Linked DNA regions of Mus musculus: region 1 is linked to region 2. The links are chromatin contacts, called in public HiChIP or PLAC-seq maps. All regions are on one chromosome and are shown on one strand. The core of a region is the stretch at or near the end of the contact, and the rest is flanking DNA. Distances in the headings are between cores, read along the strand shown. Region 1 overlaps Prex2 (phosphatidylinositol-3,4,5-trisphosphate-dependent Rac exchange factor 2). Region 2 has its middle 120 kb from the start of Cpa6.

Region 1 (3,560 bases), core at 346-2,845, 250 kb after region 2:
ATTTCCAGCTAAGGGACTCAGTGGGCTTATGTACCCACAGGTATCCTGATCCCTGATCTCTGTTGGAATACCAGTTATTGTAAGGGCCAGAAGGAATGTTAAGAATGTTGTAAACAAGTGGTTGCATTAAATCACACATTGCTGATTAGGAAGGAAACAGTGTTTAAATTTAATTCTTAAAACAAAAACAAAAACCCAAAACCCAAAACCCCAAACCCTAGCATCATAGATACATTCTTGTCTCACATGTTAGAGAACAGTTAAGAGGCTGTAGGTAGAACTTAGCTCCTTTTCCTTTGTGGGAAGATTATTTTCATACACACACACATACAGACACACACACACACAAAGATGATTTACTTATTCATACAGATAAACTAATGTTGAAAAATTATGCTTATATTGTCTTTGAGTGGTTTTATTTATTCAGAGATAAGTATTAAAACCACGAGGTTATGGTATGAGTAACCATTAGAATTATATTTGATTTGGTTTTTTTTTGTTGTTGTTGTTGTTGTTGTTTCACATGATCTAATTCATGTCTCAACTCTTTGGATTAGGTTGGCCACCATTCCAGGGGCCACATCCTGTCCTAAAGGTTGATGTTCTCATTTCCCATACAACCAGCCCCTCCCTTATTTAATTCTTAGTTTGTGCTTTGTGGATGGATGTTTTATTTATGTTTTTTTCCTTTTCATTCCAAATATCAAAAGCAGAATAATCTGTAATCTTTTAACTATATTAAAAGGTCTTCTTAGTTGTTGTTTAGAAGTATAAAATTAAACATCTTCACCCACTGTCTAGACTTTTATGACCACACTGCTTCTTAGTTAGTCATTTGTTTCCTTATGGCAGTTGTCATCAACATGATACTAACACAGTTACAAAAACCCTGCGGCATAATTTTAGAAAGATTCCTTTTTTTTTAAATTTCTCAATGTGGAGTGGAAAAGCAGGCATTTCATAGTTGTCTTATTAGTGAATATTTTGAAATAAACTTTGATCTTCTGCTTAATATGATCTAACATGAAAGGAATACACATTACATTTTTCGCAAGATGAAGCTGAAATTTTTACTCTGGACCCCCAAATCTTAAGACGGACATACAACACCAGAAGTAAATTAAAGAATTTACTTCTCAGAATTAAAGCCCATTTAAAGTGTGTGAAATGAGGACATCAGCCTATAGCTTCTCAAAAGATGTTAGAAGTAGGGATTTAATTCAGTTTTGAAATTGTGGTGCATATTTATTTGAAGATCTGATAAAGAATCCAAGACAAAGGAAATTAACATATACTGATATGCTTCTGTTTGAACAGAAATCAGATTTATAAAAGCTAGGATGTGGTCCAGGTGAGGTAGTTGATCATTTGAATCAAGAAACGTCCTTCTGTTTCTAAAATACAGGTAAGTTTGAGGAAAAACAACAGTTTCTGCAAAAACTGAGCATTGAAATAATGCTCACTCATGGATTTGACCTTTGGCTTTTGATCTCTATCTTAGTGGAGGTTGTGATGTCATTTAGCAGAGTGGCTGTCACAGTCTTTGTAGTTTTCATTTCCTGGTCAGCCTGCTGTACCGGAGCACTGGAGATCAAAGGGTGGTTTGTCTTTGTGTCTCCACAGGAATTACTGAAGCGGACTCCACGGAGACATAGTGACTACACAGCAGTGATGGAAGCACTCCAAGCCATGAAAGCCGTGTGTTCCAACATTAATGAGGCCAAGAGACAGATGGAGAAACTGGAAGTTTTAGAAGAGTGGCAGGCACACATTGAAGGCTGGGAGGTACGTGTCCTTTGCTCAGCTCTTCAGCTTCCTAGGGCTGTGGCTTCTCCTCAGTGCACGGAACCCTGTGTGCAGGGCTTCTCCTCAGTGCATGGAACCTGGGTAGTTATCTTCCAGCAGCCCATGGGTTGTAGTCAGCTCAGAAAGTGTCATCTTAACACATGTGTAGGATGGAAGTCATCTTGACCTGAGACATGTGTGATGGAACCAATCAATACCATGTGCCTCTAAGCTCTGGCCCTTCAGAATTGGGGTACCAGAATTACCTTTTTCCTGTCCTGATTCTGGTCAACAAGTTTATAATCTGGATTCTTGAGATAATAAAAGATTGTGTGTGCTGTGATATCATCTTTAGACTCTTACATTGGGGATATGATGTTGAATTTTATTTTGCTAGTCAGTCTGTGTTTTGATTTCATTTTGAAACTGAAGGAAAGCTATGATTTATTTGATGGTGTTCATCTAGTCAAAATGAAAAATGTTATGAGTTTTATGAGTCATTAAAGAAAGTTTTTTAAAGATAAGAAAGTAAATAAAGATCTTGTTTGAGAAAATGCCCAGTGTTTCCAGCTAAGGTGACTGGGGATGTTAGTTAGTCTTAATTATTTCACAGGGATAAAATCGGCACTTATGCTATAAAAATAAGCTAAAATGCAGGTTTGAAATGACTGTAACTTAAAATAATATGATCTTCGGGCTAGCAGAATGTTTTTTTCATGTGATAAACAATTAAGATAATAAAAATACAAGTGTGGAAACAGGAATGAAATTCTATAGCCAAGTACAACTCAAGCCAATACACAGATTACTTTTATCTTTGGGGATTTGTCATTAACTAATTCTTTTCTTGGTTATTATTGGACATAAAATTATATTCAGCTAGAAATGCAAAGAAATCAACAGTACTGACCTGAAATAAGTCTCCTATTTAGCCACCTCCTGGGATGAATCATTGAAAGTGCTAACTGGGGTCTGATTCCTCTCTGCCTATAGTCTTCCATTTGGAGTGCCCAGGGTGACCCTTCCTGCAGCAAGAATCCTTCCTCTTTTAATCAGAGAGAATGGTTGTGTGTTTTACAGTTGATTCATGATGATAATTCCTTTCCTACGGAGCAGTTGTCCTGCTGGGATGAGAGAAATAGAGCCAAGTTTGCTTTTGTGGCTTTGTTGTCAGTCAAATACTAGAAGAAAAACCAAACTCTCTTAGCATTGCAGGATTTGCCAGTATAATCTGCCAGCCTTTTACTACCAGAAAGAACTTCAGAGACTCTTTTCAGTACTGTGGATTCTGTTGTAATTTGGTTCCGTTCTAGTATGTAGCTTAAAAAGATAGGTCTACTACAGATAAGAGAGTTTGCTTAAACAATATTGCTTTTTTGCATAGCCATGGATTGCATTATTTTACAAGTAGATCACACAGAGGATGTATCCATTAGGCCAGTTGCTAAAATTTGGGTCTTGAATGTCCCTCAGCACCCATGTGTTGAAGGCTAGGCTCCTAGTCTTTGCTAGTGTCTGGAGATGGTAGTACTTTTAGGAGGTGAGGCCTAGTAGAAACAAGTTAGGTGACTGGAAAGTGTGCCATTGAAGGGGATATTTAGATGTTGTGACCTTCCTGTTTCTCTCTTATATTTTCTTTTCTCCATGAGTATCTTAGTTAGGGTTTCCATTGCTGTTAAGAAGCACCATGACCAAGGCAGCTCTTATGAAGGAAAACATTTAATAGGGGCTGGCTTACAGTTTCAGAGGAAGCATGGCATCATCCAGGCATA
Region 2 (3,861 bases), core at 969-3,468:
TGAGCATCCACCTCTGAATTTGTCAGGCTCCGGCAGAGCCTCTAAGGAGGCAGCTATACCAGGCTCCTATCAGCAAGCACTTCTTGGCATCACCAATAGTGTCTGGGTTTGTTGTCTGCATATGGGATGGATTCCTAAGTTGGGCAGTCTCTGGATGGCCTTTCCTTCAGTCTCTATCCATTCTTTGTCCCTGCATTTCCTTTAGACAGGAGCAATTCTGGGTTAGTACATTTGAGTGGCCATAACCCTCAACCTGGGGCCTTGCCTAACCTCTGGATATGGTCTCTACAGGTTCTATCTTCCCTTTGTTGGGTATTTCAGCTAATGTCATCCCTGTTGGGTCCTGGGAGCCTCTTGCTTTTTTGACATCTGAGACTTTCTAGTGGCTACCTCCAGTTTCCCAGCCCCCACTGCTACACACCTCCATTCAATTTCCTGACCTCTGTACTTCTCCCCATCTCCTCCCACACCTGATCCTGATACCTTTTTCCCTCCACCTCCCCTCTCCCTCCCAGAACCCTCCCTCCCTCTAATTCCTGTGATTATTTTGTTACCCCTTCTAAGTAGGACTGAAGCATCCACACTTTGGTCTTCCTTTTTTGTTTTTCACCTTGAAATTTGGAGGATTAAGTGCAAGGTTGTTCAGGAGAAAAGCAATGATGATTGTCATTTAGTATTTGTTTTTGGACTTTTAAAGTTTATGTTAAGCATAGGGCTTCTTGTCTATAAGAAACCTTAAATCTTAGCTCCAAACTTTGTCTCTGTAACTCCTTCCATGGGTATTTTGTTCCCTTTCTAAGGAGGAATGAAGTATCCACATGTTGGTCTTCCTTCTTCTTCTTGATTTTCTTGTGTTTTGCAAATTGTATCTTGGGTATTCTAAGTTTCTAGGCTAATATCCACTTATCAGTGAGTGCATATCAAGTGACTTCTTTTGTGATTGGGTTACCTCACTCAAGATGATATCCTCCAGATCCATCCATTTGCCTAAGAATTTCATAAATTCATTGTTTTTAATACTAAGTAGTACTCCATTGTGTAAATGCACCACATTTTCTGTATCCATTCCTCTGTTGAGGGACATCTGGGTCCTTTCCAGCTTCTGGCTATTATAAATACTTCATTCCTCCTTAGAATAGGGAACAAAATACCCATGGAAGGAGTTACAGAGACAAAGTTTGGAGCTAAGACAAAAGGATGGACCATCCCGAGACTACCCTACCTGGGGATCCATCTCATAATCAGCCACCAAACGCAGACACTATTGCATATTCCAGCAAGATTTTGCTGAAAGGACCCTCATAAAGTTGTCTCGTGTGAGGCTATGCCAGTGCCTGGCAAATACAGAAGTGGATGCTCACAGTCATCTATAGGATGGAACACAGGGCCCCCAATAGAGGAGCTAGAGAAAGTACCCAAGGAGCTGAAGGGGTCTGCAACCCTATAGGTGGAACAACAATATGAACTAACCAGTACCCCGGAGTTCATGTCTCTAGCTGCATATGTAGCAGAAGATGACCTAGTCGGCCATCATTGGGAAGATTGGCCCCTTGGTCTTGCAAACTTTATGTGCCCCAATACAGAAGAATGCCAGGGCCAAGAAGTGGGAGTGGGTGGGTAGGAGAGCAGGGAGCGCCGAAGGTATAGGGGACTTTCAGGATAGCATTTGAAATGTAAATGAAGAAAATATCTAATAAAAAATTGAAAAAAAAAAAAAGAAAAAGCAAGCTTACATACAGGTTATGTCCAGTAACTTGTCAAGCTTACATGTGATAGAAGTCCACTGGAGGGCAGTGTATAGCAAGCTTTATGGCTGGTTGCCTGGAGTACGGATTAGTTTCAGAAAACAAATTGAATATCTCATTGCAGCTTAGATTTTTTAAAAGATAACAGACAGTTCTACATTTTGTTTTAAAGTTTAAAAAGACTCTCCACACATAGTGCTTGCATGAATCTGTGGGTTTCCACTTGGGGTGAAGAATAATGGAGCTGATTATAGATTGAAAGTGTTTCTTACAAATCAAAAGAAGTAAATTTCACTGTCTTCACTCCGTTGAACAGGGATGTATTTCAGACTCACTAGGCTTTGTACTCTACATCCCTAAAGAATGAAGCCAGGTTTCTAGAATTGGTCATTGTTAATTAAAGTTACAGCACAGTGCTTCCCAGGCATGGTTTCAGAACACTGAGTACGTGGGCCCTGATCACACCAGCTGCCTCCGTCTCCCTCTGCCCCCAGTGAAATGGATTGATTTGATTTCTGAGTGTAAATGACACACCAGGGTCACAGAGCTTAAAATTCAGTTTGTTCATTTCATTGTGGGAATACATCATTCTGTTAAAAACAGTATAACACTCGATTTTTCACCCATAATTCCTTTCTTCCATCCATTAATTCAGCCAGTGCTGTTAGAGAGTACACACTCTACAAGTCAGAGGTCAAATGTGAGCATGAAATTTCAGTTCAGAATTAGGAATGATGATATTTAGGCTCTCCCCGGAACATGAGAACTCAGAGAGGCTAAGGTGCATCTCACATAACAGCAGTGAACACATGCAGCTCTCTGAACTAGACATACATTACATCGTGTGTGTGTGTGTGTGTGTGTGTGTGTGTGTGTGTGTGTGTGTGTGTGTGTGTGTGATGCTGGCATGCAGCAGCAGCAACCTGTTTAAAAATGAGTATATCAGCACACACAAAAGTCAAGTCTCTTGTCTATGATTTCAAGGAGCTGGAGAGCCTGACTTTAAGGTTTGCTCCAGACTGCTTGCCCTAAACTACTAATAAAACTGCAATTCTCCTCAAAAGCTGGAATTCCACGGGAAAAGCATGCTAATTTGGAAAATCATTACTTTTGTGGAAGATTTGATTTTGTGAAAAAAAATGTATTAAGGGATTAAGACAATGCTTTATTCAGTCAGGAACTATTATTGGCTCACTCCAGCTTTTGCTTATTTAACATCTTTATATATCCTAAGACCACCTGCCAAGGGGATGGTACCATTGACAAACAGCTATGCCCTCCTACATCAATCAATTATCAACACAATCCCTCACAAGCATGCTCACTGCCAATCTGATAAGAGGGAGAGTATATTTGCTGTCATGAGAAGGCTGGTACATATATGAATTTACATGAGCTGTGCCTATATGCACATGACCTGAACAAAATCAAGGCAGACAAACTCCCACCATAGGTCTGGGACAAGTTCTGTAATCCTATTCATAGCTGAAGAGCTATTGGCAACTGATTGCGGCCAGAAGAGAGAGGGACAGTTTGCTTTGAGGATGCAGTCCTTGAAAGACTCTGGTGCTCCAGTAGATGGCCCTACACCCATGCACACACAGGCAGCACTAAATAAACTCAGAGAGTTTTTAAAATACCACATAAAGTTGAATAGGAAGAGTGATTAGATGGATGGATGGATGGATGGATGGATGGATGGATGGATAGACATAATCCGAGAGGAGGGGAATGGGGACAGCTGTTGATCAAAGCTTACTTTGTGCATGTATGAAATTCTCAAATAGAAGAGACAATTACTAGACTGAAGCTTTCTTCAGATGATTTTAGGTTATGACAAGCTAACAGTACAAGGACAACATTCATGTTTACCGGCTCTTATCCCTGTCTGTATGAGAGTCTATTGTTGATGGTTGGTTTGTGGTTTATATGAGAACCCACTGTTGATGGTTGGTCTGTGGTGCTCACTTTTCAGGCCTCTCTCTCAGAGTGACTTATTGCCTCAAGTGATCTATTATTTTAGTTGGAAGTCAAGTGTGTCACACTTTCTTGAGAAATCATTTGATCTATCCATGAACATGTGGAAATGTCCAGGGCATTTTTCTTTTTCTTTTAT

What was found. HiChIP or PLAC-seq counts read pairs in DNA pulled down with a chosen protein or histone mark.
Region 1: an H3K4me3 HiChIP or PLAC-seq map of the SCID.adh cell line shows a contact between it and region 2, with 5 times the contacts expected there. The contact joins two enhancer-like sites. A contact is called at or near these places in 1 of 15 datasets of contacts at CTCF or cohesin (the NIH/3T3 cell line), 5 of 484 Hi-C or Micro-C datasets (embryonic stem cells, liver, pancreatic cancer cells and 1 more), 7 of 115 datasets of contacts at active chromatin or transcription factors (the SCID.adh cell line, embryonic fibroblasts and embryonic stem cells) and 1 of 9 other capture datasets (embryonic stem cells).

Annotation. Positions count from the first base shown.
Region 1 is chr1:11,088,091-11,091,650 of GRCm38.p6, forward strand. It overlaps Prex2 (phosphatidylinositol-3,4,5-trisphosphate-dependent Rac exchange factor 2), which reads left to right. Exons shown (of 40, transcript NM_029525.1): 6 at 1,627-1,788. Among named protein-coding and RNA genes, the nearest start is that of Gm24173, 44 kb to the right of the region's middle. Within about 2 kb of position 1,596, at least 13 of the 459 cell types and tissues checked have an H3K27ac peak or open chromatin away from gene starts, as enhancers often do. A contact at or near this core is called in the SCID.adh cell line, where this site is marked.
Region 2 is chr1:10,834,058-10,837,918 of GRCm38.p6, forward strand. No RefSeq gene overlaps it. Among named protein-coding and RNA genes, the nearest start is that of Cpa6, 120 kb to the left of the region's middle. Within about 2 kb of position 2,219, at least 3 of the 459 cell types and tissues checked have an H3K27ac peak or open chromatin away from gene starts, as enhancers often do. A contact at or near this core is called in the SCID.adh cell line, where this site is marked.